Linked DNA regions of Mus musculus: all the other regions are linked to region 1. The links are chromatin contacts, called in public HiChIP or PLAC-seq maps. All regions are on one chromosome and are shown on one strand. The core of a region is the stretch at or near the end of the contact, and the rest is flanking DNA. Distances in the headings are between cores, read along the strand shown.

The links. HiChIP or PLAC-seq counts read pairs in DNA pulled down with a chosen protein or histone mark.
Region 2: an H3K27ac HiChIP or PLAC-seq map of embryonic stem cells shows a contact between it and region 1, with 3 times the contacts expected there. The contact joins the enhancer-like site here to the promoter of Kcnh3 in region 1. A contact is called at or near these places in 7 of 39 promoter capture datasets (hematopoietic stem and progenitor cells, hippocampal neurons, liver and 3 more), 1 of 484 Hi-C or Micro-C datasets (the Ba/F3 cell line) and 2 of 115 datasets of contacts at active chromatin or transcription factors (double positive thymocytes and embryonic stem cells).
Region 3: an HNF4G HiChIP or PLAC-seq map of pancreatic cancer cells shows a contact between it and region 1. The contact joins the enhancer-like site here to the promoter of Kcnh3 in region 1. A contact is called at or near these places in 4 of 39 promoter capture datasets (hippocampal neurons, liver and second pharyngeal arch cranial neural crest), 2 of 484 Hi-C or Micro-C datasets (both in embryonic stem cells), 7 of 115 datasets of contacts at active chromatin or transcription factors (embryonic basal ganglia, embryonic forebrain, embryonic hindbrain and 3 more) and 2 of 9 other capture datasets (liver and macrophages).
Region 4: an HNF4G HiChIP or PLAC-seq map of pancreatic cancer cells shows a contact between it and region 1. The contact joins the promoter of Tmbim6 here to the promoter of Kcnh3 in region 1. A contact is called at or near these places in 3 of 39 promoter capture datasets (maxillary cranial neural crest, neural stem cells and trophoblast stem cells), 1 of 15 datasets of contacts at CTCF or cohesin (the NIH/3T3 cell line), 4 of 484 Hi-C or Micro-C datasets (the 63-12 cell line, the HL-1 cell line, Th2 cells and 1 more), 12 of 115 datasets of contacts at active chromatin or transcription factors (the SCID.adh cell line, effector CD8 T cells, embryonic stem cells and 5 more) and 4 of 9 other capture datasets (adipose tissue, embryonic stem cells, liver and 1 more).

Annotation. Positions count from the first base shown.
Region 1 is chr15:99,222,997-99,227,687 of GRCm38.p6, forward strand. Kcnh3 (potassium voltage-gated channel, subfamily H (eag-related), member 3) reads left to right here and starts at 1,596. Exons shown (of 15, transcript NM_010601.4): 1 at 1,596-2,055; 2 at 3,312-3,545; 3 at 3,985-4,119. The coding sequence starts at 1,980. Gm46538 (a long non-coding RNA gene) reads right to left here and starts at 2,877. Exons shown (of 3, transcript XR_001781769.2): 1 at 2,151-2,877.
Region 2 is chr15:99,418,301-99,423,591 of GRCm38.p6, forward strand. Nckap5l (NCK-associated protein 5-like) reads right to left here. Exons shown (of 13, transcript NM_001001884.1): 11 at 5,066-5,291; 12 at 4,836-4,978; 13 at 3,734-4,608. The coding sequence ends at 4,399. Among named protein-coding and RNA genes, the nearest start is that of Nckap5los, 12 kb to the right of the region's middle. RefSeq lists an enhancer at 1,654-3,257. Within about 2 kb of position 2,376, at least 174 of the 459 cell types and tissues checked have an H3K27ac peak or open chromatin away from gene starts, as enhancers often do. A contact at or near this core is called in embryonic stem cells, hematopoietic stem and progenitor cells, liver and 1 more, where this site is marked.
Region 3 is chr15:99,016,142-99,021,334 of GRCm38.p6, forward strand. Gm41398 (a long non-coding RNA gene) reads right to left here. Exons shown (of 3, transcript XR_875654.2): 2 at 2,780-2,884. Among named protein-coding and RNA genes, the nearest start is that of Gm41398, 5.5 kb to the right of the region's middle. Within about 2 kb of position 1,565, at least 67 of the 459 cell types and tissues checked have an H3K27ac peak or open chromatin away from gene starts, as enhancers often do. A contact at or near this core is called in pancreatic cancer cells, where this site is marked.
Region 4 is chr15:99,389,979-99,395,179 of GRCm38.p6, forward strand. It overlaps Tmbim6 (transmembrane BAX inhibitor motif containing 6), which reads left to right and starts at 2,969. Exons shown (of 10, transcript NM_026669.4): 1 at 2,969-3,062.

The DNA.
Region 1 (4,691 bases), core at 346-2,845:
TCCTTCCTTTTTCTTCTCCCTTTGTGAAATAACTACCCCGGGGCGTTTCTCAAGATCCCTCTGAGACTCAAAATCAGACAATAAACATTTGCATGAAGCAAGTGCCGCACATTCACTGTCCTGGGTATATATGCCTCCTTATTTCTTCCTCAGAACCCACAGGGGTAGTTATTATTATTTCCATTCCACGGATGAAGAGAACTGAATCACAGAAATGTTAGTAAGTTGTCTTACAAGAAAAGGATTATCTCCTGGACAGCGAGTTCAGAGCAGTACTTAAACCCGGCTCGGCTAGCCGAGTTCTGCAGATGACGCTTTCAACAACAGCCTCGCCCTGGCTTAAAGTGAGCTTTAAAATATTCCTCTGTTTAGCGGGATGCTATCTAACTCCTGGAAAGAAGGTTGCTGCGAGGACTGGAGGGGTTACTCTTTAGCCCTGACCCATCAGGAGTCGGGAACCATATCTGCGGACATTTCAGGCTCGCCTGGGAGCTGGATTTCAGGGTGCAGCAGACTGGGAGGGGGGGACTTCCTCCCTTTCTTCCCAAAGCTCCTGTTCATTTAAATACAGGTGCCTTGAGCTTGGGCTTTACTAGCTGCTGACGGGTAGTTGGAGCAGGGTATACTCCTCTTTCCGACGCTGGTGGCAGTGGGTGTGTCTCCTGCAGGGGAGCAGTGCTGAGCTCCGGCTTCTTCCATTGGAGAGCAAATTGCAGTTTTGGCCCCGGCGGCTTCTCTGGGCGCGGGCGGCAGCCGCGCTCACTGGCAAATCGTAGGAGGGAGGAGGAGCGGCGCTGGCAGGAGAGGCCGCGGGGACGGTCGCGGCGCGCGGGGACAGGGACAGGAGACGGCCGTCCGCCCCTGCTTTCCGCCTCCTCGCTGGAGGTGCGGGCTCCGGGGAGAATCGAACTCCGCGACTAAAGGGGGGGGGGGGCTAGCCAAGCACACACAGGGTTCCTGGACCAGCCTCTGACCCTCCCGCGGCGACAGAAACTTGAGGAAATGCGTGGGGCGAGCGGAGGGCTTGGAGTTCACTTTCCCAATGCGCCCTCTGCGCTCCGGGGTCTCGCCCAAGGCATCTGGACCTCACTCTAGCCTCAGGTTTCCTCAGCTCCTGCTTCCACTTTTCAGGGGAGCCGAGCCGCATCCGGGAAAGGCTTGACTGAACCCGGGGGGAAAAACAGGTTCAGAAGCCTCCCTTTTAGAGAACTCTGCATAGTCAGCGCTCCCCGGGGGCCCCAAACCTTCAACTACTGGACGTTCCCCGCCACCTAGTCGCCAGTTCCCGTTCTCATGACATTATTCTCGTTCCGAAACACATCTACAACACACTCACACACGCTCACGCCCCCAAGCCTTCCTCTGATCCCTCTGCAGGAGAGAGAAGCCCGAGGCTGTCAGGCTGAGCCCACCCGGCCCGGGTTCTCGCCTTAGGGAGTCTGGCAGCGCTAGGGGGCGGCAGCCTTCCCTGCCCCCACCAAGGTCCCAGGGGAGGGGGATCCCTCCGCAGGAGGCCTGTCTCTTTAAGGAGGCGGCCCTGACTGGGTGTGCCCCGTCTCCATGGTTACCCCGGTGCAGGCGGCGGTGCGGGAGGTAGGCTGCCGCTTCTCCCCGACAGACGGAGGGAGCTGCGGGGACCCGGCGCTGAGCCGAGCCCAAGCGGGAGCCACCCCGCTTGCAGAAACAGGAGCCGCGGGCGGACCAAAGGTGCAGAGTGCGCGGTGGCCGCGGGGCCTGCAGCCCGGAATCCGTGGGCGGCGAGGGGTCGCGCGCGCGCCATGCGCCCAGCCCCGACGGTGCGGACGCCCCCTTGTGCGCCGGCAGCTGCTGGGGCCTGCGAGCCTGGGCCGGGCATAGCCCCCCGACGGCTACTCTAGGGGGCGCGGGGCCCGGCGGGGGGCGGCCGAGCCAGGCGCCCTCCCCCGGCGCTGAGTCCCCGCGCCCCGGAGGGATGGGGCGGGCGGCCCCCGCCGCCTAAGATGCCGGCCATGCGGGGGCTCCTGGCGCCGCAGAACACCTTCCTGGACACCATCGCCACCCGCTTCGACGGGACGCGTGAGTCAGGCCCTAGCTCCCTAGCTTCCGGGCAGTAATCCACTGTCGGAACTGCCACCTGCTGCTTGGTGCCCACCAGCCATCCCCTTCCTCACCCCTCTTGAAGCTAGGGCCATTCTCTCCTTCCAGTAAGTGAAGGTTTCCCGGAGGTTTTCAGGGTCAATACTGTAAGATGTCCCTAGGTGCGGGACCGGGATGAGTCAATCTGATCCAGCCTGTCTTATCCTCAGACCTGGCGCGGTTGCAAAGGCCGAGTCGGGTGAAGCGCGGAACCAGTCCTGGTGGACAGCGCAGAGGGCTCACAGAGCCCAGATTTAGAAATAAGATTTGCAAAGGAAGGTAGAGTAGGCGGGATTCAGCAGAGAACTGTGTCTGCAAGCGTATCGCACAGTCTAAACCCGTCGCTTGGAATGCCCACCCGGCCCCAAAGAAGCTGAGCTCCTCTGAGCTCGGGAGACTCACATCCGGACTGGGGAAGTTTGGAAAAGGCAACTTGAGCTTCCAGATTCTGAGTTCCTCTGGCTCTGAACACAGGGAAGTCGTGAAAACAGGGTCCCTCCCCCTCTCGCTCCAGTGGGGCTTCCCAGTTCTGACAAGCGTTCTCCCTCCTGTTGTAGACAGCCTGTAGGAACTCATCACAGAGCTCCCCCACCCCCCAGGCTTCTCCATCTGCTTTGGGCTTGAAGCCTGCTGATTCAGCACCCCTCACTCCCCAATACATTCTTGGCTCCAGGCTCTGTTGTTCAACCACTATCCACACACCGCCATTCTTGATGGCGTTCAATAGTCCCTGAGCCAGGGTGTGCAGCGAACGGGGCATCGGATGCATGGTGGCCTGCTTCCCAGACCAAGCGGTTCTCCGTGGGAGGAGCCACACAGCCAGCCTAGTTATCTAGTTAAGGGATGAACCTGGCAGAAGCCGAGGTGGGCCCAGAGCAGGTGGTACAGTCTTTTGGAAATCTCCAGCCCCACCCCTTACTCAGACTGCTCAGGACACTGCACAGCAGTGCCTACACAGGACTGCGTTCAGCAGTCCGCACTGACATGGTCCTCTCATGCACTCCTATGCATTCAGCTGGGGACCCTCCCTTGAGGACACCGATACCCAGGTGTGCATGCTAAGCCTCATTCATGAACCGGTCATGACCAGCATACACAGCTTCCTTTGGGGACGAAACCCCACGCTTTGGTGGGGTTTGCAAGTAGTTTGAGAAGCGGGGCTGGTAGGTGAAGGTGCCCTTCGCATTCTCTTGCAGACAGCAACTTCGTGCTGGGCAACGCCCAGGTGGCGGGGCTCTTCCCTGTGGTCTACTGCTCCGATGGCTTCTGTGACCTCACGGGTTTCTCCAGAGCTGAGGTCATGCAGCGGGGCTGTGCCTGCTCCTTCCTCTATGGGCCAGACACCAGTGAGCTGGTCCGCCAACAGATCCGAAAGGCCCTAGATGAGCACAAAGAATTCAAGGCTGAACTGATCCTGTACCGGAAGAGTGGTAAGGCACCGTGGCACCAATTTACCTTCAGTGTCACTATGCTGGACAGGGCATCCATCCTCTCACTATCTCTCTTCTTTTCTCTTCCTATCTTCCAATGTACCCATCCACCCTTCTACCCCTTTCTCTGCCTCTACCTCTTGTCCTGGGCTCCTCCTCCTCTGCTGGTCTCAGCCTCCACTCGCTTCCAATCTCCAGTTTCTCATATTCAGAAGGGGGAGGGGAGCCACCCCATGTCAGTGTGTCTGACAGTCGTGTCTGACAGTCATGTCTGCTCCCCTCGCTCCCCGAAGCCTTGTCCTGAGTGAGCCCACACTGCTGCTCTCTCCCCAGGAAGCTCCGTTTCTGCTAGCTTCTTACCAGGGACCGTCCAAGGGGTTCTTAACTTAGGCAGGGCAAGGTAAGAACGGAAGGCAGCTAAGTCTGTCTCTTTGCCTAGGGCTTCCATTCTGGTGTCTCCTGGATGTGATACCTATAAAAAATGAGAAGGGGGAGGTGGCCCTCTTCCTGGTCTCTCACAAGGACATCAGCGAGACCAAGAACCGAGGAGGCCCTGACAACTGGAAGGAGAGAGGTGGGTGCTCTGGCTCCTTGATTTAGAAGCAGAGATTTGGGCTCAGGCTCAGGGGTGTCTGTGACACTCAGTGTGGGTTACAGGCGCCCACTTGTCCTCACTGAGCTCCGCTCAGTCTGCGCTGCTGTGTGTTTAGTCCCGGGATGGGAATCTTATCCTAATAGGCTAGTTGAAACAAAGTTGCAGTTGTCAAGTAAACTTCACCTGCGGCAGGAACCCTTTCTTCCCCACTGACGAATGAGGCAGAACTACTCACCTGACTTCTTTCAGCACAGCATGCCTGATTGGGGAGTGGGGGGGACGACCCAGTGGATCCCCCTTCATGGGCTGGGGCAAGCTTTCTAAGTCACAGAACTGTCATTAGACACTGGTCCAAAATCTCCTCACTGTCTGGAGATGCTGTTCACACAGTCCATGCCACAGCTCTGCCCTCCCTCAGCCCTGGGGTTTGCTGGTGTCAGTCTTCAGTGTGGGTTCCTCTGAGCTTCCACACCTCTGCTGGCGGCATCCTACTGCACCTCTGCTGATGGCATCCTACGGTCTCGGTCTCTGCATCTTGAAACTCTCTTAGA
Region 2 (5,291 bases), core at 1,126-3,625, 200 kb after region 1:
ACTGGCCCTCCACTCGCCACCCCAGTTCCCCCATCAGCAATGCTTCCCTTGGGTTAAGCCTACAACTTTCCTTTTCTCGACCTGAAACCAGTGTGTGCCCCTGCTATACTCTCTCACAAAAACCCATTTTCTCTGAAGTCTGGTGTCAGAGACGCCCATCCTCCGTCCTCCACTGGCTCCAGCCCCGTGAAGATGGGATGGAAGTATCCCCAAAACTCCATCTGTGGTGACCCCCCCACATCCTCTACCCTTAAGGGATGAAATCAAAGGCTTAAAGTGTCTGCTGGGCAAACTGTAAACATGGCTGCCCCTGAGGTGGCAGAGTGACAAGATGATACCACACTGGAAACATTCACACAAGCCATCGCTTCAGAAACACAACTTAGTGATACACACCTGTGAGCCTCACACTGGTGAAGCAGAGGCAGGGGAATGGCAAGTCTGAGTCAGGCCTGAGCTACATAGCACGACTGTGTCTCAAAAAACTAATAAGCATCCAAACTAAAGTCTTAAAAATACTAAGACCACATTACTTTCTTTTCTCTTTTGGACAGGGTCTTACTGTGTAGCCCTGACTGTCCTGGAACTTGTGAGGTAGACCAGGGATTAGAGGTGTAGACCACCACAGCCCTGGAACTCACTCTGTAGACCAGGCTGGCCTCGAACTCAGAAATCTGCCTGCCTCTGCCTCCCAAGTGCTGGGATTAAAAGTGTGCACCACTATGCCTGGCTTCTATATATTTCTTATAAATATATATTATATTTTTTATTTAGATATTATTTATTTTATGTGAGTACACTGTCACTGTCTTCACAAACCAGAAGAGGACATCAGACCCCATTACGGATGGTTGTGAGCCACAGTGTGGTTGCTGCGAGAATTGAACTCAGGACCTCTGGAAGAGCAATGCTCTTAACCACTGAGCCATCCATCTGTCCAGCCCCATATATTCTTATAAAACATATATACTTACATATTTTATTTTAATTAAATATATTTATGTGTGAGCAAGTACGTAGCACACAGAAGTCAGAGGACAACCGATGGCTGTCTGCTCTCTCCTTCCACCATGTGGGCCTGGAGAAGTGAGTCAGGCTTGGTGGCAAGGGCCTTTTACCCCTGAGTCTGTACAGGGGTCTGACTGTTTTTGAAACAGGGTCTTCTGTAGCTGAGGCTACTACATTCTGCAGCTCAGGAAGGCCTGGCCTCCTGCCTCCCAGATGCTGATGCCAAAGTGTCAACACCTCACACCTGGCTTCCAAAAGACCATTTCTTTCTTTTTTGTTTTTGTTTTTTGTTTTTTTTTTTGGAAACAGGGTTTCTTTGTGTAGGCCTGGCTGTCCTAGAACTCACCCTGAAGACCAGGCTGTCCTAGAACTCATAGATCTGCCTGCCTCTGCCTCCTAAGTGCTAGCACGCTGGGCCTTGCTTTCTTCTTATGACAATCTATTATTGAACCTGCGATTTACCATTTGACCCAACTGGCTACTTATCAAGTCCTGATATCCACCTGGCTTGGCCCCCTCCCCCACCCCCAAGTGCTGAGGTTATAGACACACACCTTCAAGCCTGGCTTTTATGTAGGTGCCAGCTATTTGAAACTAGGGTTCATGTTCCCACAAGCAAGAACCGTACCCTGAAACTGGACAGAGGGCTGTGAATCAACCCAGATTTGTAGGTCTTTAATAATTAAAACGTTTTTAAAAAGCTGGTCCCCGGGGCTGGAGAGATGGCTCAGTGGTTAAGAGCACTGACTGCTCTTCCGAGCCAAAGGTCCTGAGTTCAAACCCCAGCAACATGGTGGCTCACAACCATCCTAATGAGATCTGACTCCCTCTTCTGGTGTGTCTGAAGACAGCTACAGTGTACTTAGATATAATAATAAATAAATCTTTAAAAAACAGCTGGTCCCCTTCCCTAAAATCACAGACGACCCCACAAGTACTTACCGTGAACTTTTGGCTTTAAGAGATTTATTTATACACTTGAATTACCCCAGAGAATAAGGGCGGGGATCTAGAGCTGGGGTTTGCTACAGAGCATGTTTTCTTTTTTTAAACTTTTTTTTTTAAAGGAAACAAAACATACTATTTGTGGGGGGGAAAAGTAGAAAAAAGGAAATAAAATAAACCCCTGGCAGCCTTAGAGAGGCTATTTTTTTTTTCTTTTTCTTTGTGTGTGTGGGTGTCGCGGAGGGAGGGGTGGGGGCGGGGGGCTTCCTGCAAAAGGAGAGGTGCCAGTGTGCGGAGCCCGCCTCTTTCCCGCCTTTTGGCTTTGGCCTTTTGGGGGAGGGCAGCTGTCTGGCAGTCTGAACTTCCTGTGTTTGGGAAACCCGGCTGAGGTCTTACATGAACATTCGCCCATTGTTCTTGAGGAGAGTGAGGTCACAGTAACTTTACAAGCAGCTGTTGCAAACCGAGACACCAAGTGTTCTGCCCCAGCCATGATCAAGGAGGTTTTCAGCAAAGCTTTCCTTGAGCGCCAAGAAACCGGGCTCCCTGGAGTATCAATAAACCCACATGCTCCCGCCCTCAAATTCTTTCAGTTGGAACCGAGCCCTGGGTCCGGGGAGGGGGGCCATTGTCATGTGGGCTATGGCTGACTGGGATCAGGCAGGAGTTGGGGGAGGGGGAGATTGTCATGTGGGCTATGGCTGACCATGGTGGGCAGGGCTGCCTCCCGGGACCACTATGGTTCCTGCAGCCTATCCTGCCCTGGGACATTTCTCCAGTCAACTCATTCTGACCCAGGGACCGAGGTGGCACCTGGTATTTTCAAATTCCTAGCATACTGAGCAGACCCTGTCGAGAACATGGATTTTGGTCTTAGCTTTGAAGTGAAGATGAAAGCCCACCATGCCAAACTCCTTTCCAGGAAGGAATGGGATCTAGGAGGCCAACGCAGTTCTAACAGGAAATGATGTAATGCATCAGGCTTAGGGCAATAACAGGTCAAGAAACCAGTCAGGAGTTGGTCAGAAACCAAGATGCAGACTTCCGTTAGTACACCTAGGAAGGGGCAGGGACAAAACTGCATTGTCAGACCCTGTTCTGGTCTTGTTAATTTCTTCAGTGATGGCGTCAGCTAAGGGAAGATGGCAGATGTGGGCGGAGCGTAGAGCGTGAAGGAGAACAGGGGCGGGGCCACCTGGCCTCAGGCTGCTGATGGGGCGGGGCCACCTGGCCTCTCAGTCTAATATACAGATGAGGAAAACCAAGGTTTGTAGTGATAGGTTTTTTTAGGAACGCCAGCTCTGGTGATAAATATCCTTGGCTTCTAGTGCTCCCGAGTCATATAGAGATGGTTTATAAAGCACGAGGAAGTGAGTTGAGAGACAGCATAGTGTGCCGGTGTGAGGGTAGTCCTCTCAGGCTCTTCCCCTCTCGGCCTGGGTAGTCACTGACTGTCCCGTGTCTATATATAAAGCCAGTGGGACTGCTCCGAACTGGCCAGTCCCCAACCTGGAGCATAGAGAGGTTTGAGCGCATGATCACAGGCCTCTTCCCCATCTTTCTCACCAAGGCTGCATGGCCTTGTGTGCCCTCTGGTCAGTGACATCCTCTGGGCTTCAGATCTACACAGGTCACTGTAAGTCACCTTCTAGCCAGCTCCTCCAGGGGAAGGGCACAGAGCCTCATTAGAGCACCCGAGGGTCCCTGGACCTACCCACCAGTCCACCCGAAGGATTATAGAGAAGCCAGCAAGCACAAAGGGGGGGCTGCCACACAACAGTCACGGTGGGGAGAGGCCTCCACGTTTTATTAGGGATGCTGCAGAAGCAGGGCTGCTTTTCAACAACAGATAAATTAACCGCAGTGCGGGTAGGGGTGGGGACTGGGCCAGGCGCTTATATATATATATATATATAAAAACAAAGATGAAGACAGACAAACAGACCCCACGATGTGGGGAAGGGAGGCAGCACCATTCAGACAGCAGGGAGGACCAGGGCAGAGTGAAGGCGACTTGTCCCCCTCACCCCCAAACTCCATAAGCCTGGGGCTTCCAAAATCAGCCCCATGGGGGCTTTGGGGCAGGGTTGCAGCCAGGTTGGGCAGAGGTGGCACAGCTGGCGGGCAGGAAGCCTAGCACCGCAAGATGGCTCGGCCTGAAGTGGGAGCTGGGACAAAGCAGCCTGGAGCCCCCGGTCCCGTAGAGCAGAGCCTTACTCTGGGGGAGTCAAGGGACTGGGGATGAGGTCTCTCCCTGAGCTGAGCATGGTTGTCGCATCCACAGCAGCAGTGGCATACGCCAGGGACCCCCCATCGCCTTCTTATCCTCTTTCTCCTTGGTCCCTTCAGGTCAAGCTTCACCGGCCCAAAGGCGTGGGGCGTGGAGCGCGGAAGCAGGTCGTTGAGGGTCCCTAGCTCCAGAGGAACTGTAGTGGGTGCGGTCCCTCAACCCTGACTCCCACAGGAGGATAGCGAGTCATAGAGGGAGTCACTTAGGGATTCTGAGGTCTCCAGCCCGGGGGCGCCCCCGCTGGCCACTCGGCCTTCCTCGCCCATGTCCGACGTGCTGGGGGTACGACTGCCTCCAAATGCTGGGCCCTGAGGTGTAGATGTGCGGCTGGGATCCACGCTCTGTTTTCGGTCTACGGGCAGGGCCTAGAGGAGAGGTACTGCTCAGAGAGGAATCGTAGCCACCCTGACTGCTGTGGGGGTCCACAGAGGCAGGAATAATGGAAGCCTTCTTCCAAAATGGGATGGGTGGGCGAACTTATCCTCACCTCCAGAGGAGGTGCTGGCTGGCTGTACACAGCTCAGAGACATCCATCTCCCAGTCTCTCCCTCCAGGCACCCAGGCCTCTCTCTCCTCCCTTCTGTGGCCTTACCATGGGGGTTCTAGGCAGTCCCTCCAGTTGTCGGGGTGGGCACAGGAAGGGGTCGCTGGAGCTGCCAGCTGTTCTGGTGTTGGGGAAGGTCCAGTTCTTGGCCAGCTGGACAGGTGGGGGAGGGCCTGGGTCTTCACAGGGATCTGTCCAAGAAGAAGGGGGAAGTGGATGCATTGGTCCGGCTCCAAGGAGCCTCTTAGGGATGCCCTACCACTTGAGGGGACACTCACCATCGGGACAGGTCTGATGGCTTCGGTGGCCTGGGGGAGCTGTGAGCAGTCCAGGGAAGGCTGGCATGCTGGGGTGTCGCCCACTCACCAGCAGCTCCTCTATGCCCGGCACCTCTCGCTCTAGTGTGTGGGCACGGCGGGGGACTTTGGTGAGGCCTGGAGGCCGAGCTGGGGGTGCCCCTGGTGGGGGATCCAGGCGCAGTGACTTGGTCTTGGGGAGATTTTT
Region 3 (5,193 bases), core at 315-2,814, 210 kb before region 1:
TCATATTGTAACCCACAAACTGTGCAGTACTCACAATATCCATATGTGTGTGTGTTTTTGTTTTTTTTTTGATTTTTGGTTTTTGTTTTTGTTTTTTGTTTTTTAACAAAATACCCAGCCAGATGCTGGGGTGAAAACCTGCTAGCTTAGAGAGGCAGAGAAAGCACCCAGCTGACCTTCCTCCTCTACTGATGTCCCAAAAAAAAGTTCTTCAAAGCCTCCTCAATGTTGAATGTCCCTTACTTCTTCTTCCCGTGTGTCTCTCTGTGTCCTCCTGACTTCCTCTCACTCTCTGGTTTTTGTTTTGTGTTTTTTTTCCTATGTTCACCCTCTGTCAGCTGGTTGCTTGCTCTGCCTCTTGGCCTCTGGTTGATTTTACTAATCCTGTTTACAATGACCAACTCTTGGATTAAAGGTACGTGTTAGGGCTGAGCCACACCATAGCTAGAAGCAGGTTTTCCCCAGCTAATAACACAATTTCGGGGTTCACAGTGTGATCAAATATCCCGCAATGGGTATGAGTTCCAGGAAGTGTGTCTATCAGCCACACCTCAGGGAAGGCCCAACACAAATAAGACATATCTGGCTGGCAAGATGGCTCAGAGGGTAAGAGCACTGACTGCTCTTCCGAAGGTCCTGAGTTCAAATCCCAGCAACCACATGGTGGCTCACAACCACCCATAATGAGATCTGATGCTCTCTTCTGGTGTGTCTGAAGACAGCTTCATTGTACTTATTTATAATAATAAATAAATCTTTGAGCTGGAGTCAGTAGGGACTGATAGAGCGGGGTCGACTGGAGCGAACAGAGGTCCTAAAATTCAGTTCCCAACAGCCAAATGAAGGCTCACAACCAGCTACTCATATACAAAATAAATAAATAAATCTTTTAAAAAACAAATAAGACAAATCAATTTCTAATGGCTTTTTTTCCCTTTTCTTTTTCTTTTTTTTTAAGAGATAGCAAGAACATGAAATTGGGAGCATAGAAAATGGGAAGGACCTAGGAAGAGTTGGGGACTAGAAAAGAATATGATAAAAATATATCATATGAAAATCTACAAAATATATTTGTTTGTTTATTTATTCATTTATTTTTTTGAGACAAGGTTTCTCTGTGTAGTCCTGGCTGTCCCAGAACTTGTTCTGTAGACCAGGCTGGCCTTGAAATCAGAAACCCACCTGCGTCTGCTTCCGAGTGCTGGGACTAAAGCTATGTACCACCAGCTACAAACGAGTATACTTAAGCAATGAGCCATCTCCCCAGCCCCGTGAATCATCAGGAAGTCGCTACAGTTTTCAGGGTGCAGGGTAGAGTGGCGAACTGTGTCTGGCCGATGATGAAATCTGGTTGGTTGTTCAGTTACTTAGCCTACAGTCAGATCAGGCCTTCTGGAATCCCAGGCTACCCAGAGCAAGGGTCATCCCCCCTCACACAGGGAAAACTTGGCCCAAATATAGCTGGGGGCCTTTCCTGTACTCCTGGCACTTGCAGTAGCTCAGGTTTTGCGCGCTTGTTGACAGAGGAGCAATCAGCCATGCCTGCCTCCTGCTACCCTACCTGCTTCCCCTTCCCACAGTGCCTTCCCCATAGAGCTTCACCCCGCCTTGTCTTTAGATTTGGCCATGGCTGGCTAAGAAAGAAACCGCCTTTCACCTGGCTTCCTCTTCTTCCAATTCCCTAACGATGTATTTAGAGTTGGGTCTTGTGCGCCAAGAGGCCATGGAGACCCCAGCACAAAGGAACAAATAAGCACCAGGAAAAGGTGGTTTCGCAGCTTGCTGGCGGCCCACAGACCAGGTTAATTCTTTTCTCACTGTACAATAACTGCCTTACTACTGTTCATTTCTCTGAAGAAGGAGCGAGACAGCCAAGCAACCTGAATTTTAAGTTTGTTTCTTTGTTTTGAACACAAAGGAATTTTCGCCCCCCTCCGCAGTATGTGAGCCAGGCTCTGTCCCTTGGGCTCCATACAAATACGTGGAGCTGCGGCGGGAAGGGAGTAAGTTGATTTTTGTAGCTACAAGCTGTTCCACATCAAGTATTTACAAGTCAGCAGGGACCACGGCTTACCAAAACAGAGAACTATGTAATTTAAAATGAGGAAATCTTGATCTACCAGAAACATGAGACCTTTCAGGGTTTCTAAACAGCTTATATTCCAGACTCTGTTGGAACAAACTATGCTGGAGGGGAAGGGAAAAGTGCCCAGACTGCCATGCACGATAAACTCGCAAAGAGCTTTAAAAACAAAGGCTTGTGAGTGTAGGTCCTCGTCCTTCACCAAATCTCTACAGGGGCTGGACCATTCTGGGCTTGAATGATAGAGGAAATAGATATGCTTACAGTTGTATATATGAAGGTGGTTCTATACTAATATGTTGGATTTGTTCTGAACTATTTATGTAACTTGTTCTCCCTTCCTGTCATGTGGGGGTCCTGGGGATCAAACTCAGAACACTGGGTTTTGTGGCAAGTGCCTTGAGACACTGAGCCATCTTCCTAGCCCCGTTTAGGTTTTATGAGAAGAGGGACTTGTGTAGCCCAGGCTGGCCATGAACTCAGAACATAGCTAATGTTGGCTCTGAGGTTCCTAATCCTCCAGCCTGAGCCTCATAAATGCTGGGGCAGCACGTGGTCTACACTTGATACTCTGCTGTTTTTGGACAGGAGGTGGTGCTTCAGAAAGGAAGGCATTAGCCACACTGGGCATCTGCTTACTCCTTGAACCACAGTAATGGCAGGCAGAAGGACCCCAGGAAGGGCAGGGTCACATACCTGGTTTATACCTGTAACTCCAGCACTTGAGAGGCAGAGGCCAAGGTCACGGAGCGGTCAAGGCCATCTTTGTCAGTCTCAGAGCTAACCAGTGTTACATGGGACCTGTCAAAAGGGAAAAAAAAACGTAGAGATTAACGGGGTTTGGGGAGGAGTCATACAATTTTAGTCATGTGAACATGCACGGAGGCGGATGCGCAAAGCGAGTCAGAAACAAGATGGACGAGCCTTACATAGAACTCTAAAAAAGGCCCAGGGGTTAGGCCTTGGGGAGAGAATTAAGGCAGAGCAGCAAAGGCTGCGCGAGAAAGAGGTGCACGAGTCAGCCTGGGTTGTCTATGAAAAGGGAGCCTCCCGGAAATCCATCGCGGGATCTGCTCTCACTTTCCGTTAAAGAAGCAAGGCTCCCGGACCTGAGAAAAGCCTACGCCTACAAGGCTGGGTACTAACGTTGACAGGGATAAACTTTCTTTGGCCAAAGCACAGATTTTGAACTATTCTCATGACTGCAGAGGGGCGGTGGGGGTGGGGAGTCTGGGAACTATCCTGAGTTAGGAGACCCTCAGAAAACCAGGGCAGTCTGCTGTCTCCGCTGGTGGTGAGAAGCTATAAAAGGAGCGCAAACTGTCAGGGGCATTCCCCTTCAGGCTGCCTGGGTGCTTTCTACACTCGGGAATAAATACAATTATTGGATAAACATTGCTATAAATAGGGAAGTTTCCAGGCCCCAGGGTACGGCATACTTACTGGAATAATAATGCTCTTAACTGAAAAATGTGAGTAGGTATTTTTAATTTTCTGCAACAGAATTTTAAGCTTGTACGCTAAACGGATGAAGGGTCAAAGGGATATTTGGCGGTTGTTGTTGGTCTGTGGAGCTGGGGGTTACACCTAGGATCTCCTTACATGTTAGGCAGAAGGCCTGTAAGAAAGCTCGTCCGTCCTGTTAGAACACAGAAATGGGAGCAGGGTTTCATCAGAGACCAAAGCTGTTTTTTTCTTTCTTTCTTTCTTTCTTTCTTTCTTTCTTTCTTTCTTTCTTTCTTTCTTTCTTTCTTTCTTTCTTTCTTTCTTTTTCTTTTTTTGTTTTATTTTGTTTTTTGTTTCTTTTTTTGTTTTTTTTTTTTTTTTGAGACAGGGTGGGTTTTTTTGTGTGTAGCCCTGGCTGTCCTGGAACTCACTCTGTAGACCAGGCTGGCCTCAAACTCAGGAATCCGCCTGCCTCTGCCTCCCAAGTGCGCCACCACGCCCGTCTGAAAGCTGATTTTCTGTAGTTATCTTCCAGAATGGAGCTAGCAAAGCCAGGCCTAATAGGAGGTCTCTGGGGAGACTGAGGCAGGAAGATCTCAAGTTCTAGGCCTGCCTGTCTACAGTACCACAGCTAGTAAGGTGTATGCAAATTGCTAACGAAAGGGGGCAGAGTCCAAAATGCTGCTCAGGTCTGAGAAAGCAACTTGTAAGGACTCTGGTGGGTGGGCTGGGGCTGGGGCGTGGCTCAGTTGGTTGAGTGCTTACCTAACATGCAGGAAAGTCTGGGTTTGAGCCCCAGCGCCACCTAAGCCAGGTATGATGGCAACATAGATGTAATCCTGGCACTCAGAAGGTGAAAACAGGAAGACTAGGAAGGAGTTCAAAGCTATCCCTTCTACATAGGGAATTCAAAGCCATCTGGTCTACAGGTCTCAATAATTAGGAAATATAAGCTGAAAATGCTATCTCGTTTAAAAAAATATTTTTTTAAAAGATTTACTTATTTATTTATTATATGTAAGTACACTGTAGCTGTCTTCAGACGCACCAGAAGAGGGCATCAGATCTCATTACGGGTGGTTGTGAGCCACCACGTGGTTGCTGGGATTTGAACTTCGGACCTTCGGAAGAGCAGTCGGGTGCTCTTACCCACTGAGCCATCTCACCAGACCCCCCCCTTTTTTTTTTTTAAAGATTTATTTACTTATTTATGTATTACATGTAGGTATACTGTAGCTGTCATCCAGAAGAGGGCATCAGATCTCATTACAGATGGTTTTGAGCCACCATGTGGTTGCTGGGATTTGAACTCAGGACCTTTGGAAGAGCAGTCAGTGCCCTTAACCGCTGAGCCATCTCTCCAGCCCTTAAAAAATATTTTTATTTTATTAATATGTCTGTGTGAGTGTATGCTACATGTGTGTGGGTGCCCAAGGAGACCAGAAGGGGGTATTAGATACCATGGAGCTAGAATTACAGGCAGCTATGAGCTAAACTTGGGTTCTCTGGAAGAGCAGAGAGTATTTCCAACAACTGAGTCTAGTTTCCAAACTCTGTTTCCGAGTGTTTGGTAAAACATATTTCCAGCATTGCAATAAATAATAAGTAAATAAATAAACACTCCTCATTGTGATGGTTATTGTTGTCAACTTGATAGAAATTTC
Region 4 (5,201 bases), core at 1,719-4,218, 170 kb after region 1:
CTGGCCTTGAACTCACTCTGTCCACCTGCCTCTGCCTTACGTGTACTGGGACTAAAGGCCTGTGCCATCATGCCTGGCCTGAAATGTGTATTTTTGAAAGGTGTGTTGATTTATTCCATCTTAGTGTTTGAAATTAGCCCTTTGGAACAGGTCTCAAAAGCACCCTGGAGTGGAGTCTGTCGGTGTGTGTCTGAAATCCCAGCAGTCGGAAAGTGAGGGTAAATAGGTTGAGTTCAAAGCGCTAGTCCGAGTTACTCCATGAATTTGTGGCTAGCCTGAGCTACACAGACTTAGAAAAATCAGTTTTGTTAGTTTTTCTTTCTTGTTTAATTTTAAATATTTTTTGTTCATTTTGATCAGTTTTTCCCAACAGGGAACATCTTGCTGTGTAATCAGTGTGGGCCAAAGCCCAGGGATGTCCCTCACGCCTCTTAACTTTGCAATACCTAGTGTTACAAAGTAATGGTAGAGACTGCCACATTAAAGTCGTCTTTTTCTTTTTACAAAATAATTTATATTTGCTTTTTGTGCATTGGTATTCTGCCTGCATGCATGTGTAGCTTGTCCCTTGCTAAGTTGTGGTTTCCTCTCTTCCCTGTTTATCCTCCCTCATGACCCCCTCACTCACTAAGAGAGGAAAACGGATGGAGAGGAAAGGAGGCCATGTTATCGCTAGACTACTTCCTGCTGATTAGGGGGGGTCGAGTTTCTGGGGACAAGTTTGATCTTCGCTGTCAAGATTATCTAATTTCTTCTCCTTTCTTCTTTGGTAATGACTACTTAACAAACCCCAACCAACAACAAATAACAACCCACCCCACCTTTCAAGGCTCTGGCATTTTTATGTCCTCTGAAAAGTCCTCAGAATTCCAAATGTCACACAATTTGTAAAAACTATCTGCAGCTGGCAAAATCATGATCCTGCCAGAGCAGGAGGTAAATCCTAGTCAGATGCTGTGGACAGTCTAAAGCAGCCCCATACCCCACACCTGGGACTAAAATAAAACACAGTCTTATAATATGTCTGTGGTTTAAAGGAAGCAGAAATGCCAAGATGATCACTGCGTGTATGTCTGTGTGAGGGATGTTGGATCCCCTGAACTGCAGTTACAGATAGTTGAGTTATCAAGCAGATGCTGGGAATTGAACTCAGTTTTTCTGGAAGAGTAATCAGTGCTTTCAACTGCTGAACCATCTCTTTTCCCTTTTATTTCATTTTCTCTTACGGTTTTTTTTTTTTTTTTTTTTTTTTTTTTTTTTGAGACAGAGCCTCACACCATACAGACCAAAAGGGCCTCATACTCAGAGACCTGCCTCCCTCCCTCTCCTAAATACTGGGTTTAAGGGCCTATGCCAATACCTGGCAGGTTTTTTAAAACGTGTTAATTTTAACTTACATAAGGTGGTTCCCCACTCCCCACCTCCCTTAGTTCCCCAGTTGGAGCATAACCTGTGCAAGAGTTCCCAGTTGGGAAAAACTAATCAAAAACGATGTCCTTAGTTCAGACTGTCCAGAAACTTCAGATCCTCTAGCCTCCACCTCCAGAGTGCAGGCTTACTTGGTCCCCCCCCCCCCCATCTCCATCTCCACCTCCACCTCCACCTCCACCTCCTCCCATTCGATCCCCTCCTCCTCCTCTCTGTCTCTAGTGTCTCTGTCTCTGATCTGCCCAACCCCCAACCCCGTTTCTCCGTGCTTTCTCTGGGTATTTCTGGCTGTTCTGGAACTCGTTCTATAGACCAGGCTGCTCTCAGACCAGCGATCTGCTCGCCTCTACCTCCTGAGTGTGTAGTAGGTAAAAGTTACCTTGGCCCAAACCATGGTCAGCCCTAAGGGCTTTGCTGGAAGCAGAACTGAGAGGCTCAGATGGTCTTCCACCTTTCCTCTACACACTCCTCAGGCTGCCTCACTCTGGAGTCCTTCAGGGCCCTAATTCAGCATGCAGCCCTCAACTACCCAGGATCCAGCTGGAACCCATTCTATACTTGTGATTTCAGACAGTACTAATGAGTTGTGAAATTGATTTTTAAAAGCATAGGCCACAAAAAATAAAAATAAGAAAATAAAGGCTCCTGGTTTTTGGTTTTTTTCTCTCTTTTAAAATTAGCTTCACAGCTCCTTCCAACTAGGTTATGCTCCAACTAGGGAACACGCCCTAAGGGACGTGGCGAGCCAGGGAACCACCTGCTCTTTGACCGCCCTTGGCCAGGTCTCTAAAGAGCTGGTTAGGATTGCAAGACCAGGTCTTTGAGGCCGTTACACCTGACTTGCAGGGCCTTGGGTAACTACCAAAAACCACTCACTTCCATGCAGGTGGTTGTGGTCTCTGTAGCCAGTTTGCTTGGGGCTCCTGAGCTACCGGGTAGCCTCAGACCCTCCAGGCTGGGGTCCCTGGGTCCCTGTAGAATGGCTGGCCCTTCAAAGGTGCTCTGAAGCGTAAGCGCCATTATATTCAATGTTAAAAGGTCTCGAGAAAGCCGGGTGTCGGTGGCGTATGTCTTTAATCCCAGCACTTAAGAGACTGGTCTACAGAGTGAGTTCCAGGAAGGCCAGGACAGAGAAACCCTGTCTCAAAAAACAAAACAGAGATCCCAGGGAGAGCTGCCTCGCTTTCCTTCATTACCATCCCATGAGAGGCTTAAAACCAGCATCTTGGGACATTTTAGTGTCATGGGTGGGTGGTCTCACATGACAACGGTCTAAGCCTGACACGCCCCATTTCACTTTTCCTACTCCATGGGTCTGAAGCCCGACGTCCATCCTTCCTATGTAGGGGGAAGAAGGCGGAGGCCTATTGCTAAGGTGCGGGTTGGTGGCTACAGTCTTGATTGACAGGGGTATTAGCCAATGACTCTGACGAAAGCGGCTGCTGTTTATGAACGTGCAGATAACGGACAGGAGCAGTGCAGCCGGGGGCCAATGAGAACTCGCCTGGGCAGGTCTGAGGGCGGGGTTTCCCTAGGGGGCGGGTGTGGGTAGACTTCCAGCGCCAACCCCCGGAGACTCAGAGCACATCCGGTTTTAGCAGAGCAGGGAAGCTCCGGAGAGGTGGGCTGAGAAGGTACGTGCGAAACTAGGATCGGGCAAACCCGGAGTGAGGGATAGGGAGGGAGCAAGCGCGGGAGAGGGTAGTAGCTTCCGTTTTCGGACGGATCAGCTCCTTAGGCAACCCGGCCTGTTCTGCGTCGAGATCGAAGGAAAGCTGGGCGGGGAGGGACGCGGAGGAACTAATGCCGCGCATGCGCAGCAGCGCCGGCGGGGGCGAGTCTGCGGGGTCTCCCGGGCAGTTGGACCTGTGTCTGTGGCGAAGGCAGGCCTCTTAGCGACCCTCGCTTGCGTCCCTTCCACCCTCAGCCGAGTTCAGGGCTTGAATTCGGGACGGGTCCCCCACCCCTGACTTTGAGGTAAACGAAAGAGAAAGCTGTGTCGTTGTGGTCACCCCGCCCCACCCTGCGATCGCCTCTCGGCTGTTCCTTCTCGGGTTCCTCTGCCTCGCCTGGGTGAGCCGTCGGGGTTGGGGACTTGAGGTAGGCCTGGTTATAAGGCTGCCCTGTCACGGCGGGCCAGGTGATGTCACACTTCTTTATGACACTCGAGATTCCTTAGTTACTTAGAAGCCAATGGTAGAGGCCGAGGTGAGAAGCCCCGGGCTTAGCCTGGCTCCCCAGGCCCACGGAGCAGCCCCACTCTGATCTGATTGGTTGCCTCTGGACAGGTGAGGTGGCCTTGATTGCTTCGTCCTGAACCCTGGGTGAGTTCCAGAGTCTGCCCCGGAAGGGCGGCGATGGGTACTGTTTTTCTTGGACTGACTGATAAGTAGGCTTTGGCTTGCCTGCCTTCGTTTCTTTCCTTTTCTTTTTTTTTAAACAACAAAAACAAAAACAAGTTGTCTGGTGCCAGGCCAGGTTGCTTTGCCTGTCCAACCAGGCTTGTGTTGGCCAAACAACAAAACCACTTTGAACTTGAGACTCTCCAGTTACACAAACTACCTGTGAATGTGTAACACTTCGGACGAGCTGACTGCCTGAAACACAGACAGGAATTTGAAGGCTGAAGGTCAATGCCAGACTTTGTAGTTACTTATTAATATTTGTATGTGGTTTACCTTGTGGCTGTATGGGTATCTTAAGAGAGAGGTATGATTCAGGAAGTCCCTGAATTGCCCAATCACGTTTTCATGCCTTCTGCTAACACACTTAAGTCAGTAGTTGCTACATTTATTTTCTTTGGTGTTTCTTTATTGTCTAATTTGTTTTCTGCTTTGACTTGAACAAGTGGACATTTAGATTCCCCTCAGTTTTCCCCTAGTAGAGAGTGTCTGGAGTCCTTGAGAAACACAGCCTGTAACTTAGATCCACTTTTCCACTTCCATTATTCATCATGGGGAAATCAGGTTGCGCCCCTGGGTCCTGCTCTCCCTCTGTCCATCTGAATGAAGCCCTGCTTTCCTAACGACTAGGAAGGGGAGACATTAATTCGGATACTTAGCCTTTCCAGTTTTTCCTCCTTGTTACAGATAAAATTCGTGGTCTTGGTAGAAATGCTAAAAAATACATTGTGGGAGGAACCGACATATGTGCTGCGGAGTTAGGGAACTGCCTTATTGAAAGTGTGTTTTCCTGTTGTGGGTGAAATGGAAAGGTCAGGAGACCTGAAGCTGGTTCGGTTCTGGCCCCCCCCCCCCCCCCCCCCCCCCCCCCCCCCGCTTTAACTTTGTGATGTTGGTCAGATCAGTACTACTGTCGGGTTAGCACCCTGCAGTGGAGCCATCTACGTGTTTGTTATTGTCAGTAGAACTGGTATTAATCATATGTTAGAGTTAAAGAGAGGAGTGAGATTGAATAAAACTATTTTCTCACAGTTATGTGGTAGAAAAGGCAGGATTTGAAACTCCAGATCTGGGTCTGTTACCACTGTTACACTCCCTTTAAGAAAGAGAAAAACCTTTCATGTGCGACTCTTTCCTCTTGGACTTAATGTGAAGCTAATGTTGTTGTATCTTGGTGTATACATTTAACATCTAAACTAGCAAGTCAGGCAGTTTACACATTTAATTAAATAGTAGGCTGTGAGTTACCTGCCCCCTTCTGTCTTGTTAATTCAGCCATCTTGAACCCTATCCCTAGACATCCAGAAGGGATCAGATTGGTCCTTATCATCGGCGCTAATGCACTGACTTGAAGAGTTTCATTTTATTTCA